Linked DNA regions of Rattus norvegicus: region 2 is linked to region 1. Evidence: chromatin contacts called from public Hi-C data. All regions are on one chromosome and are shown on one strand. Each heading gives the region's core, a stretch centred on a gene start, on an enhancer-like site or on the middle of the called end of the contact. The rest is flanking DNA. Distances are from core to core; before and after follow the strand shown. Region 1 has its middle 19 kb from the start of Musk. Region 2 has its middle 33 kb from the start of Or2k2.

Region 1 (4,899 bases), core at 838-3,337:
CCAGGAAGTGGATTCCATAGGGTGCAGGGATATGAGAGCTATTCTTTATGATTTTTCTTTCATTTTGTGCCTTTCTGTGGCTGCCAAGTAAAAGCAATGTGCCAAAGGATGCAAAGGAAAAAAATAAAAGAGAAGAGATCACTTTGGCTAGTAGAGGGAGATGGGCACCTGACCCAGAAAATGGTGGCCTAACGACATCTATATAGAGCAATAAGGAATCATCTAAATCCAGGGATCCCTGTCATTCATCACAGGGTTGAAGAGGCCTACCAAGAGAACGTTGTTCAATACTGACTTCAAATCACTTGCCTCAGGGAGCAAATCATTTCAAAACTCAGTAAGGCATTCTGAATGTTGAGAACTTGAACCAGCAGATCATAGGAAAGGCTCCACTGTCCACCAGGCCTCACTCCTGCGTCTGCCTGTGACAGACAGGACAGGACTCAGAAGTATTACTCCAGAGAGGCCCTAGTCGTAGATGGCACTCCCAGGTCTAAGGCTGGGCACCTGTTGGCAGGGCTGTCACAGGTCTAGGACACTAACCTCAGAGTGCTAAGGGTGGTGGTGTAGGGTGACGATAGGAATGGGATCCAAGGTTACACCATCAGGCACACAGTGTGCAAGCTGTGAGAGACAGTCTTGAGACACTGCAGAAGGGGCTCACATGCCGTGACTGCCCACTCCCACATCCCTTTGCATGCCTCATGGGTCAGCTGAGACCTCATTAGATCAGCTCAGGAGTGGGACACTTGCCACTTCTGGGTTCAATCTCCAACAACAACAACAACAACAACAACAACAACAACAACAACAACAAATTAGAAAAAAGCAGAAACAAGTCTTTAATTATGTGTAAATAAGCAAACAAAAATCTAGTTTCCAATGCAGACACTCACCACTGCTATACTGTGTGTGTGTGCATGTGCACACACATGCATACACACACACACACACACACACACACACACACACACACACACACATTTTCTTCGCTACTAATCTCCAGACCCTTCGCCCTTCCATTTTCAAGACCTGCTTTGGCATCAAGACCCTGTCTCTCGTTAATGATGCTGAGGCTTCCAGTTTCTACTTCCTTGGGAACTAAAGCATATCACATGATCACGTGACCAGGGTGAGCCAGAAAGATTCTTCATGCAAAAGCAAAACAAAGTGTTGCTTTAGGGGTTCATTCATTGTGGTGAGTGGCAGCAGCAGAGTCTGGGGAAATGGCCATGGTGACAGGAAGTCAGGGAGCCCAGTGGCTCCTGGACCACTTTCTTGTTTTTCGCGCATACTTCTAGTTTACATATTTAGGCTTGTGGTTGATTTCTTGCGCTTCGCACTCTTCTAGAAAATTCTTCAGAGCTGGTGTTGGTTGTTGCCGGTGAGAGTTGCGGGTCGTTTTGGGATTTTTGTTTGTTTTAAGCTCTACCCGATGCATCAGGTGCCATTCTACAGATAGAATTTTCATAGGCATAGAAAGTTGTTGTTATAACTCCTGAAGGCCCAGCACTGGGTTCTGCTCAAAGTGAAGCTCAAGTGATTGGCATTTAGCTAACATGTATTATTTATATGTACGCCATGTATTGTGCCCACTCATTGGTCACAGATGATCTCCCAACAGCCTCCTTGGCATCACCCACGTTCTGCGTTCGTGACTGATCCTTCACCCTCCTGACAGAAATCTGTCATGGCTTACCTACTGGGCCTTGCACTCCATCTCACAGCTGAACCAAGTTTAGAAGGTGACCTATTTAAATGCTCGGTGCAAGCAGGCTTTGGTTCTACCGTTGAACGTAAGTCAGTTGTAGCTTGCACATGTGGGTGTCACGTGGCCTTAGTCAGACCCTGTCAGGGCTCAAAGAGGGTCACGCTTGATTTACGTGTTCTTGATAGCACTTAACTTTTTACTTGGATTTAGAGATGGCTCTACACACATCAATCAAGGGAGCTGTTTTAAAGTCTTTCTTCTCAGCTGTCCCCGGTGCCAGATTGTCTAACAAATAGAGGGATAGACAGATGTAATTTGTGGCTTGCGGAGACAATTCTGTGTCATGCAGCAGGCCAGCTGGTGGCACAACCCACAGCGCAGTCCATGCCTGACTCACAGGCAGTAAGCAGGCTTCTATTCTAACTCATACCCAGATGGACGTTCAACTCCCCCACACGTCAAGTAATGAAGGTTTGCTGCAGAAAATCAACTTAAACATTTGTTTAAAAGTTGACAGCTGAACTTGGCCTTGTACCCTAACATGCTTTTGCATAGCACGCTGTTCTTACTGGATTAAAAAATCAACGTCCATGATAACTTGCAAAACAGAACGGGCAAAATAATAAGCAGGATATGTGATATCTGTACCAGGCACACATAAACAGACATTCCGGTCCCAAGTAGGTCAATAGGATTACAGTGCTCCTCTCATGAGAATAACCAGGACTTGTATGCAAATCAAGCTCATACATAAACATCAGGAATGAGAGAGCCCTGTTTTCTAACAGAATTTAACGGTAAATATTTGTCACGGGGCTTACAACTGGCTACTAACTACAGTGCACAAGAAAGCTTATTTAGAGTAATATTTTAAAAGAAAGGAAAAAGACTGTATAACACAAAGAACAAAGGGTAGGAAAACTATAGAGCGACAGGAAATCTCTTTCTCAGGGCCCAGAAAGCAGCAAAAACTAAATCTAGATATGGAAATGAGGTTAGGGTTGGTGCACTTTGGTATATGAAGCCCAATTAACAGCTACTTCTGTGACAAAGAGCCTGGCCCTGACCAACTACTAGTGATAAATGCCTTATTTCTGATGTTCTTTAGCTTCATCTTGACAATGGAGCTAAATCGAAAGCACTAATAGCCCCCAGTCTTCCCAGCAGGCCCTTGGTGCCTGCGCACTCAACGACCTCCCAGCATGATTGTCAGGGTCTAGTACAACCTGAAGCCTTGGCCTTATCCAGATGTGTCACAGTTTTGTTAGCAACATCTGGGTCCCTAGGACATCCTACTGGGTAACCGGGAAATTTGGGTAGGAATGGGTTGGTAACCTTCATACTTTATAAAATCAGGACGGCTGCTAAAAGAAGCGAAGCTCTCAGCCAACCATTGAACTGGGAACAGGGTCCCCATTGGAGGAATTAGAGAAAGGACTGAAGGAGTTGAAGGGACTTACAACCCCATAAGAACAACAATATCAACCAACCAGAGCTCCCAGGGACTAAACCACTACTCAAAGAGTACACATGGAGACACCCATGGCTCTAGGTGCATATGTAGCAGAGGATGGCCTTGTTGGGCACCAATGGGAGGAGAAGCCCTTGCTCCTGCCAAGGCTTGATGCCCCCAGTGTAGGGGAATGTCAGGGCGGGGAGGCAGGAGGGAGTGGGCAGGGGAGGGGGAGAGTAGGGAACACCCTCATAGAAGCAGGGGGAGCGGGGATAGGATAGGGGGTTTCCAGAGGGGAAACCAGGAAAGGGGATAACATTTGAAAGGTAAATTTTAAAAAATCCAATTTAAAAAAAAAAGAGAAAGCAAACAGGCAAAAACATTTAATTTAGAAATAAGGAAATAAAAGCATACACACATACACACATAATTGGAATTATAATAAACCAACAAAGACCAGTAAAAAAAAATTAAACAAAGCAATATAAGATTAAAAGTCTATAAAGAAGAAGGAGGAGGAAGAGGAAGGAGAGGAAGAAGAAGAGGAGGAAGAAGAGGAGGAAGAGGAGGAGGAGGAAGGGGAGGAGGAGGAGTGGCAAAGCTGTGAAAGGCTGGAGTACTGCCCCACTATTAGCCAGCTGCATGGTACACCCAGGAGAACTGTTGGGAGGCCTGTGGACCTAAGCAAGCTGTACCCTGTGAGAAGTTGAAGCACAGCTGTGCACGTGCCTAAACTCTATTTCTCAGGTAGTTTAAGTAAATGTCTCTGAAACATGCAGCATGACCCGTGGGCACCACTCTCTGAGTCTGTGTGAAATGCACCAGGCATCAGAACCTTCTCAGGAAGCCTGAGCTGAGGAGCAGGGTCTTTGTTGATGCCAGGGTCCAGTCATTCACTGGGATTTCAGGATCTGAGTAATCACATGAATGTGTGCAAGGGCGGTAGAGAGTGAGCCTGGGGGTGGCTGAGGAGTTGGTTTTGCCAGGAAGGAAGTGGTGTATAGGGGTGTACTTTGCTCTGTAACTGCTTTGTCAACCTTGTTTATCTCAGAGAGAAACTCTGACCCAGATGACACAGGCCAAATGGGACGTAAATTGACCTGATTCACCTTTCAAAACTAAACGTAGGAAACTAAGTATTCTAATGATAGTTATTGCTGTCAATGGGATGAACAAACCCTCGTTCATAGGTGAAGATCGTAGAAATGTTTGTGACAGAACCTCACCACATAGCCCGGGCTGACCTGAACTTCTCATGTAGACCAGGCTGCCCCAGAACTCACTGAGATCTGCCCGTGTTAAGGACTCTGTAAAACACAGATGTGCAGGTTTCCGTCTTTACTTTTACTGTCGTGAGTTAAATCTGAACTGTCACCTTACACATTTGTGATGCCTGGTGTCCATGTTATGGTGTTATTTTGAATTTGATCCCACAAAGCCATAACACGTGTGGTCTGAAGCCTGGGGTTCCCTGAGAGGCCTTTGGAAAAGGTAGGGAACATGAGGAGAGCCCTCTAAACTGATGAAAAGATTGGAGGTTTCAATCACTCTCGAATGTACAAGCTACCAGGTCCTTTTCTGTAATCAATTTGAAATAATTCCTTAAGTTCTAAGAACATATCCTATAAATATTAAATGTGTTCCTTACAACTAGGGAATTAGCAGAAGGATGTCCAGGAAGTACTATTCACGAATATAAGACATTGGGAATAACCTGTTTCCTGTTAGCATGCCA
Region 2 (5,386 bases), core at 2,183-4,682, 510 kb before region 1:
GGAGTGCTCTTTCGAGAAAACCTACAGAATGATCGGCTCAGGAAAATTTTGCGTATTAATATTTCCTGAATTCTTGGAAAATCCTCCCCCCCTTCTCTCTCTCTCCTTTTAAAAAGCAGCTATGTCCCAGAGGTGTTAGGTGTTTATTTCCTGACAGGAGATGCAACTCTGTCCGTACAGCGCTTGCTTAGTGTGAACAAGGCTCTGAGTTCAGTTCCCAGCACTTCATAAAATCCCCAGCACTCAGGAGGGGAGTCAGGGAGATCCTGGGGTTCAAGGTCACCTTTACCAGCTGAGTTTCAGACCAGCTGGCTTACAGAATGAGAAGAAACATGCGTTTTCTTCTTCCTACTCTTTCGTGTCCCCTTCTCTTCTCTCCTTAGAAATATGTATTTGCTCTTTGGATTGTCTTACTACTTATTCACACACCTTGATATTATCTTTTTCTTATTTGAATCCGATCATCTTCCCTATGGGAAGTTTATTATAAATTAAATATAAAGTTTTATGTAAGTTGATTGACCCAAAAGTAAATGTTCCTATAGTTTAAAAGAGTAAATAGGTGGTGGGGAGATGGTGGAACAGCACTTGCTGTTCTTGTAGAGGGCCATGGTTCTATTCCCTGAATCAACTTAAAAGGCCTCATAACTCCACTAACTGCAGTACCCGGGGGAATCTGACACCTACTTCTATCCTCCTTGGACACCCGATAAGACATAGCACGAGAGAAAGAGAGAAAGAGAGAGAGAGAGAGAGAGAGAGAGAGAGAGAGAGAGAGAGAGAGAGAGAGAGAGAGAGAGAGAGAATATAAAAAGAAATCGATTTGTTTGGCTGGGCTCCTGCTAATTTTTATGCTCACACTAGGGGGCACTGTGTAGTTATTAAGGCCCTTAATGTTTGCTATTTTATTCTAATGTCGAATTCACAGCTCCTATCCTTTATGTCAGTATTTTACCTTCTGCGATAACAGTAGGATATGAGAAAGATGTTTTTTTTTTTCCTTCTATAACAGGAAACCAAACCAAACCAAACGAGAATTAGAACAGTGTCTGATGTAAGTTAGGAGAGATGCACATTTGAGAGAGTATGGATTTCTTTTTGGCTACTTTTGGGTTATAAATTCACATTAGTTGATACAGCCAATATACAAACTTCAGTTGTAGCAACCAGAGGAAGAAACAGGATATGACCCCTTTGTAAGATGCTTGTAATATCCCCAAGGAGGCTGGTTAAAATTCCGTCTCTCTGCAGCTTAGTTAGACCCCGCTCTTCCGCTCCTGGCCCTTTTGGAATGGTTTTAGCTGAGGCTGAAGTTACAGAATAACAGCTTCGTAGCTAGACTTCGCGTCACGTCACGTGTTTCTTCACAAAACAAATTCCCCAGGATCAGCCTTGTGCCCCAGCGCTGCTCAGCCCTCTGACCGCAGTCTTGCTGGGGCCTGATCTCTGTTGGGACTGAGAAAGAACTCAGGTTCCAAGTCCTTCCTGCTGCCTAGCTTTGCCATAAAATAAACCACAAGGATTGTCTGGGATCACGATATACCGTAGAAAACGTAAACTATGAATTAGGGAGATTTGAATTCTCTCATTAGGCCAAGTTAACCTAGCACTGAAACTGCTTTCAAGATTATTTAAACCGTGCCTTAAACTTAATTTTATTTTTCTACACACTTCATACAATTATATTATTTAATATTTTAGAAATGACGTGTCCTCATTAATTTTCATTTATAATATTTATTAAAAACTCACATAGTTGTATGGTTGCTGTTCTTATGGTTGCTATTTGTGACCCTTGACCCAAGATGTACTCTCTGCATTGAAGACCTGATTTACCAGGGGCTTGCACCTGACCTCACAGTTTGCTAACACTGGGGCTGTCTTGGGCAAAGCACTTGATTCTCCCAGATTCATAGTGATGAAAAGAACAGCACCTTCACTGTAGTCCCTTCACACAGATTAGTAGCCCGAAAGTGACAAAGTTGGCAGAGTATTCGATGGAATGTTCTGCATTCCCATTATGTCTAGTTTCACACCAGCAATGATGTAACACGTAAGATCCGCAATAAAAATTGTAAAGTGTTCCAAGATCACCCTGGAAAAGTATCACATACAAAACACAGAAAGGGGGGAAACCCATTTCTTGCATGATGGCATCAATAGAAAAGGGCATTTAAATAAATTCAAATGATTACAATAAATGTTGCATGCTGGAATGAATGCTTTTTCTAAACGTAGAAAAGGTTAGTGTTGGGATTTAAACATAGGACCATGTGCATGTTTAGTGTGCACTCTATCACTGATCTGGATCCCAAGCTCCCAGGAGAGTATTTTGATTAATTTTGTGAATTGTTTGAACAAAAGGAATAAATCAAATAACAGAAGTACGACCTATTTTTTTTTTAGTGTTTCGAATCATGCTTAGAATATGTTGCTTAACAGACTACTCTAAAAGTACAGTCATTTTAGAGGACCGTAGGGAGGTTCCTCAAAAGAAGAACGATATAACTGCTGTAACCCAGCAAATCCTACTTCTGAGCTCATTTCCAAAGGATTTGAAATCAGTTTGTTGAAGAGATGTGCTTGATCACCCAAATTAATTATAACACTACGCAGCCATGGAACTGACCCAAGTGTTGTACAACCCAAGTGCATTATGGGTTGTACAACAGGATACCACTTTGCCTTCAAAGAACAGAAAATTCTTTATTCAGCCATAAGGAAGAGAGAAATTATGTCATGCATTAGAAAATGGATACAACTGGAGAGCAACAGACTAAGCAAAGTGGAAGCCAAACTGAGAGAGGCAAATATTGCTTGTTTTCTCTCATTTTTGGAACACACATGCATACACACACACACACACACGAGTATTGTTTATGTTGTGTGAGAGGGGTATTCATATGTCACAGTGTTCACGTGTGTGGTCAGAGGACAACTTGTGGGATTAAACTCTCTCCTTCCACCATGTAGATCCTTGGGATAGAATTCAGGTCACCAGGCTAGTGTCTCTACCTGCTGAACCATCTCAGCAGACCTGGATCCTAGACCTTATAGAGCATTTACAGTCTCATGCCACCCCCCTGTTCAATCTCTTTGCTTCATGCCTTCACTTGATGATGTAAGATCTCTGCTTCCTGCTCCCCACTATGATGGGCTCTTTTAACTTAACACTGTCAGGGGTGGTTTCTTTTGAGTGTGGGCTGCCGTTCTTTTCCTAATAAATACAGAAGCTAATTTTTTTTCATGTTAAGCAGACAAAGCTCCCCTTTGAGACATAGAGTCTGAACACCAAACACAGGACCCATTATCTCTGAAACATTAAGGGCCACATTCAGTCCTTAGAAATGGCCAGGGGTCCACTCATATTCAGAAGCATGGAATTTTCACACATCTAGGAAGTGATGCCAAACTGAATTTTGACTGGTGATGTGGGCACCTTAAGCTGTGATGCAGACAGGGTTGCCCACTGATGGCCATGCGCCATGCACAGACCCGCGTCAGACTGCCCACCACGAATTAAGTATTGTTTATGATCAAACAAAACCCAAGGGCTTCAAATTAAAACAGAAGGGATTCCCAGGCATATTTAATGTTGCGTGTGCTTGTGAGGAAATAAGCTTGCACTTCTTATACTTAGAATACCTACAGTGTTGCATTCAAAATTAGAGACAAAAAACAAACAGATGAAACAACAAAATGGGGGATTACTGATTGGTTTATGTGCAAGGAGATGTGGAGCTGAAGACTTTCGCACAGTTGGTGGATGCTAGGTTAGGGTTCCCCACATAGACAGATGGAGGAGTAAGCTGATCTCTTAGAGGGTCAATATCGGAGCAAGGGTCCAATTTTAGGCAGATTCGTAGCTTCTGCTGCACCACATGGAGGAATGGCGGAGATCTGCCTCCTAGATGGGAAGGTGTCCAAGGTCCAGGCAAGAGGCTGGGCTTTGAAGATCGGGTCGTGGGCAAGATCGCCCCAGGGTTTTCAGACCAGCATAGTTTAAGTCGTGCAGCTGGTTGTGTGGCTCTTGCGACTGAGCACAGGCTTCTGAAGAGACAGAAGGAGGCTCCTGAACCAAGGGGAGAAAAGGCTGAGGCTGGATGTGGTGGGTACCAAACAGTAGCAGCAAGGCGTTGCTAGGATCCACGTCCAGAACAAAAATGATTTGCTACAGGGATTCCTGATTAATTCTGACCAAATCCTTCTTAAAGCTTTCTCCCTCTTTCCCTCCCTCCCTCCTTCCCTCCCTCCCTCCCTCCCTCCTTCCCTCCCTCCCTCCCTCCCTCCCTCCCTCCCTCCCTCCCTCTATCAGGCTGGGATATACTACAAGGTTCAAGTGATCCTCTTCCCTCAGTCTCTAGACCACCCAGGACTCCAGATGCTGTCACTGCATCTGGCTCCATTTTCTTTTGCAGAGAACTGCTGGACACCAGATCCAGATCAGATACACATTCACAGGAAACCTCGGAAACCATGCCCAGCCTTTCTTAACTTAAACACTTCAGGGCACACTTCGGTCTTAGGGGGCCGTAGGACTTAGCTATTTCTTTAGGAGTTATAGGACTGTTTTCATGGTTTATCTGATTTCACTTAGGTACCTGGTATCTGTCTGGAAAATTGTCCATTTCATCCAGATTTTCCAGTTTTGTTGAGTATACACTTTAGTAGTAGGATCTGATAATTTTTTTTGAGTTTCTTCAGATTCTGTTGTTATGCCTCCCTTTTGATTTCTGATTTTGTTAATTTGGATGCTGTCTCTGTGCCCTCTGGTTTGTCTGGCTAAGAGTTTATCTGTTTGATTTTCTCAAATAACTATCTTCTGGTTTTGTTGATTCTTTGTATAGTTCTTTTTGTTTCTACTTGGTTGATTTCAGCCCTGAGTTTGATTATTTCCTGCCTTCTACTCCTCTTGGGTGTTTTTGCCTCTTTTTGTTCTAGAGCTTTTAGGTGTGCTGTCAAGCTGCTGACATATGCTCTCTCCTGTTTCTTTCTGCAGACACTCAGAGCTATGAGTTTTCCTCTTAGCACAGCTTTCATTGTGTCCCCTAAGTTTGGGTATGTTGTGCCTTCATTTTCATTAAATTCTAAGAAGTCTTTAATTTCTTTCTTTATTTCTTCCTTGACCAAGTTATCATTGAGTATTGGCCTGTGTGCTTGAAGTTTTCCATGGACAGCTCTGGTCCGGCTAGGTGCGTGGGTTCTGGCAAAGGGGAGAGAACTCAGACAAGAGGAGGAGACTGCTTTCACCCTTCTCCGCTGCTGGTGCTGCTCTGCCCGTTTCCACCACTGAAACAAGACTTTGGCCCGGGCTGAGCCAGCAAGGGACTGACTAGCTGGTGAGGGGTGCAGAGCAGTTAGCTTCTGGTGGCAATTTCAGGAGAGC

Evidence for each region. A called contact is a pair of places that touch in the nucleus more often than the background predicts.
Region 2: a Hi-C map of Schwann cells shows a contact between it and region 1, with 19 times the contacts expected there. The contact joins two enhancer-like sites. A contact is called at or near these places in 11 of 12 Hi-C or Micro-C datasets (the A7r5 cell line, the Rat2 cell line, Schwann cells and 6 more) and 1 of 1 datasets of contacts at active chromatin or transcription factors (oligodendrocytes).

The regions. Positions count from the first base shown.
Region 1 is chr5:77,832,154-77,837,052 of GRCr8, reverse strand. No RefSeq gene overlaps it. Among named protein-coding and RNA genes, the nearest start is that of Musk, 19 kb to the left of the region's middle. Within about 2 kb of position 2,087, at least 36 of the 93 cell types and tissues checked have an H3K27ac peak or open chromatin away from gene starts, as enhancers often do. A contact at or near this core is called in Schwann cells, where this site is marked.
Region 2 is chr5:78,342,632-78,348,017 of GRCr8, reverse strand. No RefSeq gene overlaps it. Among named protein-coding and RNA genes, the nearest start is that of Or2k2, 33 kb to the left of the region's middle. Within about 2 kb of position 3,432, at least 7 of the 93 cell types and tissues checked have an H3K27ac peak or open chromatin away from gene starts, as enhancers often do. A contact at or near this core is called in Schwann cells, where this site is marked.